Linked DNA regions of Mus musculus: region 2 is linked to region 1. The links are chromatin contacts, called in public promoter capture Hi-C maps. All regions are on one chromosome and are shown on one strand. Each heading gives the region's core, a stretch centred on a gene start, on an enhancer-like site or on the middle of the called end of the contact. The rest is flanking DNA. Distances are from core to core; before and after follow the strand shown. Region 1 holds the start of Aqp7 (aquaporin 7). Region 2 holds the start of Dnaic1 (dynein, axonemal, intermediate chain 1).

Region 1 (5,063 bases), core at 1,184-3,683:
GGGAGGAGGCAGGGTCTGGGGTAGATGGGAATCAGAGCTCAACTGTGTCTGTCTCTCTGCAGAGCTTGGGGTTAGGAACAGTGGGGGAACTCTGCCCATGAGGTTTGGCAAAATCTGATGCTGGGCTCTATAAACAGCACAGAAGCCTGAAAACAAAAACCAGGTTCTTCAGAAGGTGGGGGAGGGGGTCAGCAAACGCACCGGGCTTCTACAACCAGGCCAGCAGAGAGGTGCTTGGAAGTGAGTGGGTGAAGGAGCAATGAGGAGGAGAAAAGGAGAGACAGGGTCTCACCTCCCCAGGACCCTCAGTGCCAGGCCCACAGATGTGCGCGATCACTGGTTGAATAACCTACCAAGAACTGGGCAATCTATTTCTCTATCCTAACCAGATTGACGCCAAAGCCTTCCTAAGGAGTCTGACACTTGATAAACTTTTGTTCAATAAAAGCTTTGTTTGATGGATAGACAGATGAAAAAATGAGTTTTAGACACCGGTGTTCGTTAGGTGGTACAGTGCTGGCGTCTGGGGAAGGTGCTGGGTCTCGGGGATGAAGAGGAACAGGACAGGTGTGGCTAGGTGGGCCTTGGGGAAAGAGGGGTGGGGAGACACAAAGCCTAGGTATTTAAGGTATTAGTGCCTAGATGAGAGCCATGGCGGAGAGGGAACATTAAGGACGTTACCCTTGACTTCTGGCTGGAGCCGAGGAGAAGGGGACCCCTGTCTGAGCTGAGACCCACAGGAAGACGAGAGAGGCTGGAGGTGCAGTGCGGAGATGGTAATTTTCACCCGGCGTCGAGTTGCTGGTCTTATGAAGTAGGTCTAAAGCCAAGAAGGGAGACATGGCTGAAAGAGCAAGGTTGCCAATGCAGAGGGAGCCGCTGGGTCCAGTGAGAGGGCACAAAGGGCGAGCATCTGTATTCTCGTGGCACTCAGCAATGAGTTGGATAGGCATGCTTGCCTGAGAGGGCAGTGAGGACTACAGAGGTCTAGAAGGGCACTAGGAATGCATCAGCTGCCACTGCACAGGGAGTGGGACCGGAAGTACAGTTGTCTCGGGAAGCCTGACTGAGGGGCCTCTTTGGAAATGAATGGAAAGGCTGAAGGAGTAGCCATGTGGGTAAATATAGGGAGAGAGCTCCGGGAAAAGGGAAGAACTGTTGAGGGAGTCTGAGCATGTGTACAGAAAGCAACTGAGGACAGCGCACGGCTGGAGAGCCGGGAGAGCAAGACTTGGAGCGGAGGCTTGAGGAGGTAAAGAGATCAGGACCCTGACTAGTGCAGACTCTGTCATCACCAAGAGTCAAAGGCGATGGATTTGGGTCAGCTAGTTGCCATTTACACGGGGCAGACAGAGCCTGCTCACCAGCCCTGTATCCTCAATCCAGATCTTCAGAGCGTCCCTTAACCTGATATCGGCCATTGTTTTCTGAGTTTTAGACTCTGTGGTACTGGAGAGGAACCACCTAGGGCTGAGTGAGAGATTCAGAACTTGGAGAGAAGCAATCAGGACAGCGCTATCCCAAACCCAGGCAAGCTGGAGGGAGGAGGGAAGAGGGAGGAAGGTGAGAATGCCTCAAGCAATGTGAAAGTGTCCTACCCCCCCCCTCTACTCATGCTACCCCAGAAACCTGGACCTCAAGACCGGGGCTCCTCAAAAGCCCTCTTGGCCTCCCCAAGTCTGCCATCTACTTAGCTTTGGATAACTAACGTTGTGCTAAAGTTGACTCTCCCACCTCTCTGAAACTTACCCTCTAGTCCATCCTCCTCTTAGACTGCCAGGGTAACTCCTGACAGTTGCCCCCAGACAGGCGCTACCCGATTTTCTCTGGATGAAGCATCAATTTATATCCCTAACCTTAAAGTGCCTGAGGAAGATGCCATCAGCAGACCCATCTCTGACCTGCCTCACTTCTGCCCAGTCTGTTTGCTCTCCTCTCCTCCCTCCACGGTGCAGCCCAATGCACCCTCCCACCCTCTGCTCCACTCAGCAGCTATGATCCTGCCACATCCAAGTGACAGCCAATCTGTCCGTGTCACACGGCCACACAGGGCTGAACCAGGACAGAGAGTCATACTCCAACTCCTGGTGAACTTTCTTTCCCAAACACCCCCTGCTGGGCTTGCCCCAAGGAGGCTCCCCTGTCCCAGACTACCCGCAGCCCCGCTCACTCTCTGAAGTGCTCTGTGTCTTTCAGCCTCCGTCTCACAGCTGGTCTTGATTCCGTTTCTCTATCAGGGAGGCAGACTCAAGCTGCAACTGAACTGTAGCTCTGCGGTCTCCGAGTCCTCACTTGAGCCTGCCTCTGGGCCCTCCCCAGGGTGGCTGTGAGTTCTGTTGTGCTTCTCCAGGGGAGAGGTCAGTAGGGCAGGGGTTTGGCCCATGCCACTTAAGCCAAGTCCATACACACTGCCCAAAATAGCATCTCTGTTCTTACCAGTAGCACCATGGAGACTGAGTTCTGAGGCAGCCCTTGTGAGGTCAGAGGTGGAGTTCCAGGTGTGAATTCTGGGCCTCATAGTCCCAGAGGAAAGGCCAGTACTACATGCCAAGTGTCTGGCTTATCTCTAAGACCAGAGCCAGAGGTAGCCTGCAGAAGGCCACAGAGGTTCCTGAGACCCAGGCTATAGAGAAAGCTGTGTAGATGGAGATGTACATAGAAGTTTCCAGAAAGTAACAGAAAGGTGGAAGAGGTGGAAGGACTGGAAAAACAATTCTGGGTCAGTCCTCAGAGAGCCCTCCACCTGAAGCAGAGGGAGGAGAGTTAGGCCCTCTCCTCAGGGGTCCCCATCTGGGAGAAGAGGAAAAAAGCCAGACCTGGTTTCCTGCGGCCCCCATTCCAGGTCCTGTCTTCTGGACACTGCCTATCTTAGGAAAAGTATGCCCAAGGCTCTATGAGAAAAACCAGGCTAGCCCAGCACGGGGCTGTTGGCTCAAGGCAGCCGTGGGATCTCAACTATGGGGGTGAGGTCAGAGGGAGCTGAAGACCACCTGCAGCCAAATGGTTTGTCTGGGTTCAGGGGCCCGGTGGGGCCAGGAAGAACAGGCAGGCATGCACGTGTCAGCAGGGGCTGCAGTGCCAAAGCATGAGGGTGGGTGCCTGTCATCGAGAGGTGGGTGATAGGCAGGAAGCCCAGGGAGACGCACACAGTACCTCGATGGGAGAAGTTATAAGATGTGGTTGTCCAAAAGCCTTGTATGGGAGTGAGACTGTCTTCTAGAGATCACTGAACAGGGTGTCTGTAGCCTGCACCCATGAGGCAGAGACAAGAGGAATACAAGTTTGAGCATAGCCTGAACTGCCTAGAAAACTCAGGCCATCACTACACAGAAATCCCACCATTGGAAAGCAGGGGAAATGAGGTCAGACTGGTCTACAGAGTGAGTCCCAGGCCAGACAATGCTCTACAGTCAGAGTCTGACTCAGAGACGAGAGTCACATGCCTACAACCGGGAGTTCAAGGTCATTCTCCACTACATAGTAAGTTTAGACTAGACAGCCTGGGCTATGGCTATATGAAACCCCAGCTTTATTTTATTTCAAGGTAGGGTTTTTGTTGGTTTGTTTCTTTGTTTAGTCCTAGCTGTCCCTGGAACTCACTTTGTAAAGAACCCTGGCCTCAAAGTCAGAGGCCAGCCTCTGGAGCTGCCTCTCTGCCTCTGGAGCACTGAGCTTGAAAGGCGTGGCCACCACCCTGCAGAGGCCTGTTCTCACACACACACACACACACACACACACACACACACCCCACACACACACACCTCCATTCAAGTGAAACCACTATTGCTGTCACTAAACAATTTCAGGGAGTCGCCAGTATGGGCAGACTTAAGAAAAGTAGCTTAGGGGCTGGAGAGGTGGCTCAGAGGTTAAGAGCACTGACTGCTCTTCCAGAGGTCCTGAGTTCAAGTCCCAACAACCACATGGTAGCTCACAACCATCTGTAATGAGATCTGATGCCCTCTTCTGGTGTGTCTGAAAACAGCTACAGTGTACTTGTAATAAATAAATAAATAAATAAATAAATAAATAAATATTTAAAAAAGAAAAGTAGCTTAGTTTATAAAAAGTTTGCCCAGTATGAGAGCACCGTATTAAAAGAATGGACGCCGGGCATGGTGGTGCACGCCTTTAATTCCAGCACTTAGGAGGCAGAGGCAAGAGAATTTCTAAGTTCCAGCCTGGTCTACAGAGTGAGTTCCAGGACAGCCAGGGCTACACAGAGAAACCCTGTCTCAAAAAAAGAAGAGAAGAAGAAGAAGAAGAAGAAGAAGAAGAAGAAGAAGAAGAAGAAGAAGAAGAAGAAGAAACCAACAAAAAACTAAAAGAATGGGCAGAGCGGTTCACTGGCTGGGCTATGGTGGTTGCACACCTTTAAGCCCAGCACTTGGGAGGCAGAAGCAGGTGGATCTCTGAGTTTGAGGCCAATCTGGTCCACAAAGTGAGTTTCAGGACAGTCAGAGCTCCACAAAGAAATTCTAATCTTGAAAAAATAAATAAATTTTAAAAAGAAAGAGGTGCTCACTCCCCTTGGCAGCACATATTCCGAAATTGGAACAAACACAGAGAAGTCTAGTGTGGTCCCTGCACAAGGATGACATAAATTTAAGTGTTCCATATTTTGTTGTAAATTTTGTTTTAATTGAGCTTTGGTACAGTTCCTTTTAATGTTCTGGAGACTGGACATGTGTTGGGAAGTAAAACTAACCCAGAACTATGGGGAGGGGGAGGGGAGGGGAGGGGAAGGGGAGGGGAGGGGGAGGGGAGGGGGAGGGGAGAGGGAGGGGAGAGGGAGAGAGAGAGGAGAGAGGAGAGAGGAGAGAGGAGAGAGAAGGAAAAAGGAAAAAGGAAAAGCCAGGATTACACAGAGAAACCCTGTCTCGAAAAAACAAAAAAGAAAAAAAAGAAGAGGAGAGAAGAGATGAGACAAGAGAGAAGAGAAGAGAGAAGAGAAGAGAAGAGAAGAAAGAAAAGAGAAAAGAAAAGAAAAGAAAAGAAAAGAGAAAAGAAAAGAAAGAAAAGAAAAGAAAAGAAAAGAAAAGAAAAGAAAAGAAAAGAAAGAA
Region 2 (5,063 bases), core at 1,377-3,876, 520 kb after region 1:
GGGGTTGGGGAGTGGGCGTGTCTCTAGACTCCAATATGGGAACAGAGTCAAGAAACAGCGTACTGTCTTTGACCCCCCAAGTGTGAGAGACTATATTGTTATTTCTTTAAGATTTCTTTAAGATTCCCTCGGCCTTGGCACAGCATTCTCTTGCAGATTGCTTTAGCCTTCAGAAAGGGGCAGTTACAGCTATTCTAATAAGCATCTTCTCACCACAAACGTCTCTAAACAGCCCCAGAGTCTTCTACCCAGGGTTAAGAAAGAATACCAGAAAATAACAGAACCAAAAACAACTGCACAATCCTGATGGCTTGATTCTTTCTTCTCTGCCCTTGGATAGCTATTATCTTGGAATCCTCAGATAAGAAACAAGAACTACCTCCTCTCCTAGACTTACTAGGACCTCCACCCCTTTCATCCACCCACCCACACAGGATCAGCTTAGAACTGGAAGGGCATCCTAGTTTGAAAACAAGGTTAGCTGGGTAGGGAGCCTACTAAGTTCTAACTCAGCCCAAGGGCCTTCTTTACATCCACAGAACCAACTGTTCCCTGGAGATTTTCCGGTTCCCAAAGAATCCGGCAGTGACATCAAGGTAGGGAAAAGTCCTGCAGCATCTCTCAGTTTAACACTGTACAAAGCCCATCTGTTTCAGCGTCACAAACCGTAGAAGACACTTGTCTCCAGCTGCACGGCAATTGATTATCCAGCAAACGGAGATTGTCATACTTCCCACTGTGGTTCACCTTGGCTACTGTAACAGGCGGGTTCCTTACCTAGGAAACCACAAAGCCTACCTGTCAGTTTGGGAGCCGAAGGCCCAAGGGAAGAAGCTATTCTGGGCCACCCTGACTAACACAGAGGGAAGAGACGTGGGGAGCCCTCAAGCTTCAGGAGTTGGAGAGCACAGGTTGGCTCCAGCAGAGAGCAAGGCATCCATTACCTATTGGTTCCTGGCCTATCACGCCTCGTTTTAGATCTTACTAGCACAGGCCCCAAGGTGGGTTAAGCAATGAACATGGCCTCTACATTCTTTCCTCTCTATTCTCTAGGCCAGCTGGCTAGGCCTCTGACTTTCCTACCCATATGCTGACAGCAATGACAGTCAGGTAGCCTCAGGGCAATGGCCAGGAGGCACCTTCTTCTTTAGGCCATGCCTCCATAAACTGGCATCGCCCTCCCCCTTCCATCCCCTCGGCGCCGGCATCGATGACATCATTCCTGCCTGACTCCAGGACCACGGACCGGAGGCAGGATCCCCGCCCAGCAAAGACTCCAAACACGTAGGCCTAAGATGATAGGGGCTCTTCCGAATTCCGAACCGGTCGGCACGGCCCACTTCAGCACAGCTCCACCTCTTATCCTGGAGATACCTTCCCATGGACACCCTTGAGTCTCCATCTCGCCACCGCAAACTCTTCCCCTTCCCGATGCCCCCAGATCGAAATGGGGCTCCTCTCTCGAGAGGAAGGAAATTCCCAGGTTCTGCAATGAACCTCTGCCCCCATCAAGGCCTGGTTCCTGCTCAGCTTTGCTATATTTATCTAAAGGACCGGCGGGCAGGCCTCTCCTTTTCTAAAGGCCTATTTCCTTTCCTCCTTAGACTGATCTGCTGGCCTCCTCCCTCGCCCTGAGCATCACAGGCCTCGGGGAGCTAAACGCCTTTCTCATCCGACCCCCCGGGCTTGCTGCCAAAGATGCTCTGTGACATCCTCCTAAATTGCCCTCCACTAGAGGTGTGCACTAGAGTGCCTCCCTTGGTCCTATCCGACGGCGTTCTGCATCTGCTGACCGTGCCCTCCGCCCTTTCAGGTCCTTCGCTCGCACCGCTGGTAATCTCCCACGGTTTTCTCGCTCTGCAAATCTCCCTCCCCCGGCAAAGCGTTTTCAGGACTCCCTCTACCTTATCAGATGGCGCCCCCTCGCACAATCCCCACGGCCTAGTTCCTTCCCTCCCCTCCAGCGGCGCCCCTCCCGGCCCTGGCCTCTCCGCCGCCCGCCCCCTCACCAGCGGCTGCATCTCCGAGTGCGCGGTGGGCACCTGGAACCGGTCGATCTCCTCCATCATGGTGCCGGCGGGCGAGCGGGCCAGGGGCCGGGCGCGGCCAGGGACGCCGATGGGACCGCGCGGGGCGGCGGCCCCAGAAGCCCGGCAGATTATGCAGACTAGGCCGCCCTGGACCGGTCGGGCGGATAGGCGGATGGAAGGATGGATAGGCGGCGAGAGGCTCGCGGGATGACTGAGACCGGCGTAGCTCCGTGGGGTTGCCTAGAGCTACCGCGGCAGTAGCCCCGCGGAGCCGCAGGTCTTGCCTCGCCTCCTCCTCCGCCGCCGCCTCCTGTCAGCAGCTCAGCCACTGCGGTGACTCTGCAACTCCACTTCCGGGTCCGGGACACCGCCCGGATCCTGCATTATTCATGAGAAGGCGGTGTCTGGGTGCCCCAGCCCTTCCCACTTGCGGGAGCTCCTTGCGCGGAGGGCGGACTTATCTTTCTCTGCGGAGGCGGGGCTTAGCGGGGCCAGAGGATCCCTGCGCGCCCAAGTTCCGCCTCCTCCCCGTGTCCGGAGGGGGCGCTAGGTGCGCCTGCGCACCCGGTGCCTGTCGGTTGCTGGGTAACCGCGTCAGGGAGGAGCTGATGCTGTTCTACAAGGGCGCGAGGACCCACAACGTCAGCTGTCCCCGAAGAACCCTGGTGACTGGGAATTGAAGTGGAAGAGAGTCTGCACTTCCTGTGTGTGGTCAAGAAGGAGAAACTACTCCCCAGGAGAGGAAGCGTTTTGTAGGTTTTTCAGGGTGTGAGGTGCTTTCTATTCTTGCGGCAATGCCCTCGAAACAGATTCGTAAGCAGGTAATGTCTTACTGTGGCCTGCTGTCTTCTGAAGACCTCTGACCTTAACCGCCAGTTATTTCCTGTTGACCTCCAACCTCTCTTTCTTGTGACTCCTGGTTTGTGTTCCCACTGACCTGATTCTCCTGTTCTTTCTCACAAATCCTGCCCTCCTCTCCCAAATTTTCCTGAACCCACAGTCATTTTACTTTTAACCGAATCTGGTTTTTTCTTATTACTTCCATCTCTTCACAGACCCATCTTGTCTTGTCTTCGCCCTTAATCTCCCAACACTCCACTGAGTCCCTTCCTCATTCCCCTCTCATTCTTGTCCCAGTGGATTTTTTTATTCAACACTGCAGCATGGTCACTGCAGAGCTAAGTAAGTGGGGACATTTGCCATGTGGGAACTCAGAGAGGGGGCATGAGAACTGCACAGGAGACACGGAATAGAACAGATCGTGTGCAGGAATTTGGAGCAAGAAGTCAGAGAGGAAGAAAAAAAGACCCTTTTTCTAACCATGTTCCCTGCCCTCCAACACAAGTTTCCTTCTTATAAGACCCTCATTCACTTAGCCTTGTGAACGTTATGTTTCTGTCACCTGGCAATATGTTATCCCTTCTCACAGGAGAGTTGAATTACTCCCCAAATCACCACACATGATAAGCTAGTCTCAGGTTCTCAAGGAGCATTCTGCGATATAAAAGAATGACTCTTTCTGTCCTATAGAAATTGCTTTTATTTCCTAACGTCTAGCAGAGCATCTACTTTAAAAACAAACAAACAAACAAACAAACAAACAAAATGCTTTTCTATACTTAAGCCTAGGTATATTGAGGTTTGGAGAGCAAATCTGTGCCCATGATATCTAAGACTTCACATATTTTGGTAGAGGTTCTTGTATATCAACTTTGTGCCTTCTGCTTCTTTGACACGTGTCATCTACAGCTGAAGAACCGATCAGTCTTAGAGCTCTGTAGGCATTGAGAGGCTGTCTCTCCTTGTATTTATTGGTCATGCCCTGGTTTTATGTTGAGGCGGAATTGTGATTTGAAACTCTTGTTCTGTGCTCAAGGCAGCAGACCCTTAATTTATAGGCAGTTTGTTTTAAGTTGACATTACCAAGGTCAAGCTAGTTAGATATAATAAAACAGACCCTTTTGTATGCTTCAGGTTTTGATAGAATTGTTATGCGAATACAATGAAAACATAGAATATGTCCTCAATTACAAGAAATTCCCTGTGCCTTAGTCCAGTTGAGGTCTCCCTCCCTCCTGCCCCCTCAGCACTGGTCTGCTTTCTCTCACCACAGATGATTTGCTTTCCTGGCAGGTTATAGTTTAAACAGAATGAGTTTCTCCAGTCTCCTCAGGCGAAACACCAGTGACAGCTACATTGAAAGCAGAAAGAGGTGACAACAGAGAGGAAGGCGAGAAAACCTAGGCCAATGGGCCCGGCACATCTGCTGGAGGGAAGGGGTATTTTAGTACAATATAAATACTAGTGTGTTGTAAGGAAAGGCTAGGTTGTGCTTATCATGGTCTTGTCTCCCTGAGATTCAATTTAGATCAATACTAAGCACTAAAGTGTGGGATAAGCGGGGCATGCTTGCGACATTGTCTCTGTCTTCCTTTATAACAGAGCAGAAGTGTGAAGGCCTTACTCCTGGGGCTGAAGGGCAGAAAGGCATGCATGTGGGGGCAGTAGAGAGGCGTCGGAGAGGAAGGAGGACAGTGGGACTTAGAAGCTCATCCTGGTAAGGAAAGGAAAGGAAAGGAAAGGAAAGGAAAGGAAAGGAAAGGAAAGGAAAGGAAAGGAAAGGAAAGGAAAGGAAAGGAAAGGAAAGGTCAGGATTGGGACAGGACGGTGAGAAGCTTAAACTATTTGCTCCTGTCACTCTGATGAACAGATCTTTTAGTGCTTTTGAAGTTCTCTCTTCTCTCTCTGCCTGTCTCTGTCTCTCTCTCTCTCTGTCTCTCTGTCTCTGTCTCTGTCTCTGTCTCTCTCTCTCTCTCTCTCTCTCTCTGTGTGTGTGTGTGTGTGTGTGTGTGTGTGTGTGTGTGAGAGAGAGAGAGAGAGAGAGAGAGAGAGAGAGAGGAGGTGGCTGCTGAGACCAGAGGCATCAGATACTTCTGGAGCTAGAATTATAGATGGTAGTTAGCCACCCAAAGTAGACCCTGGGGATCAAACTCCGGTCTCCTGCAAGAGCAGTGTGTGCTCTTAATGGCCAAA

What was found. Promoter capture Hi-C pulls out the DNA fragments that hold promoters and counts their contacts.
Region 2: a contact with region 1 is called in a promoter capture Hi-C map of cranial neural crest. The contact joins the promoter of Dnaic1 here to the promoter of Aqp7 in region 1. A contact is called at or near these places in 4 of 39 promoter capture datasets (cranial neural crest, embryonic stem cells, hippocampal neurons and 1 more), 1 of 115 datasets of contacts at active chromatin or transcription factors (bone marrow-derived macrophages) and 1 of 9 other capture datasets (embryonic stem cells).

What each region holds. Positions count from the first base shown.
Region 1 is chr4:41,045,703-41,050,765 of GRCm38.p6, forward strand. Aqp7 (aquaporin 7) reads right to left here and starts at 2,434. Exons shown (of 8, transcript NM_007473.4): 1 at 2,171-2,434; 2 at 682-820. It overlaps Gm25637 (a small nuclear RNA gene), which reads left to right and starts at 4,518; the gene lies at 4,518-4,624.
Region 2 is chr4:41,567,168-41,572,230 of GRCm38.p6, forward strand. It overlaps Dnaic1 (dynein, axonemal, intermediate chain 1), which reads left to right and starts at 2,627. Exons shown (of 20, transcript NM_175138.4): 1 at 2,627-2,851. The coding sequence starts at 2,825. It overlaps Fam219a (family with sequence similarity 219, member A), which reads right to left and starts at 2,371. Exons shown (of 6, transcript NM_001159583.2): 1 at 2,010-2,371. The coding sequence starts at 2,069.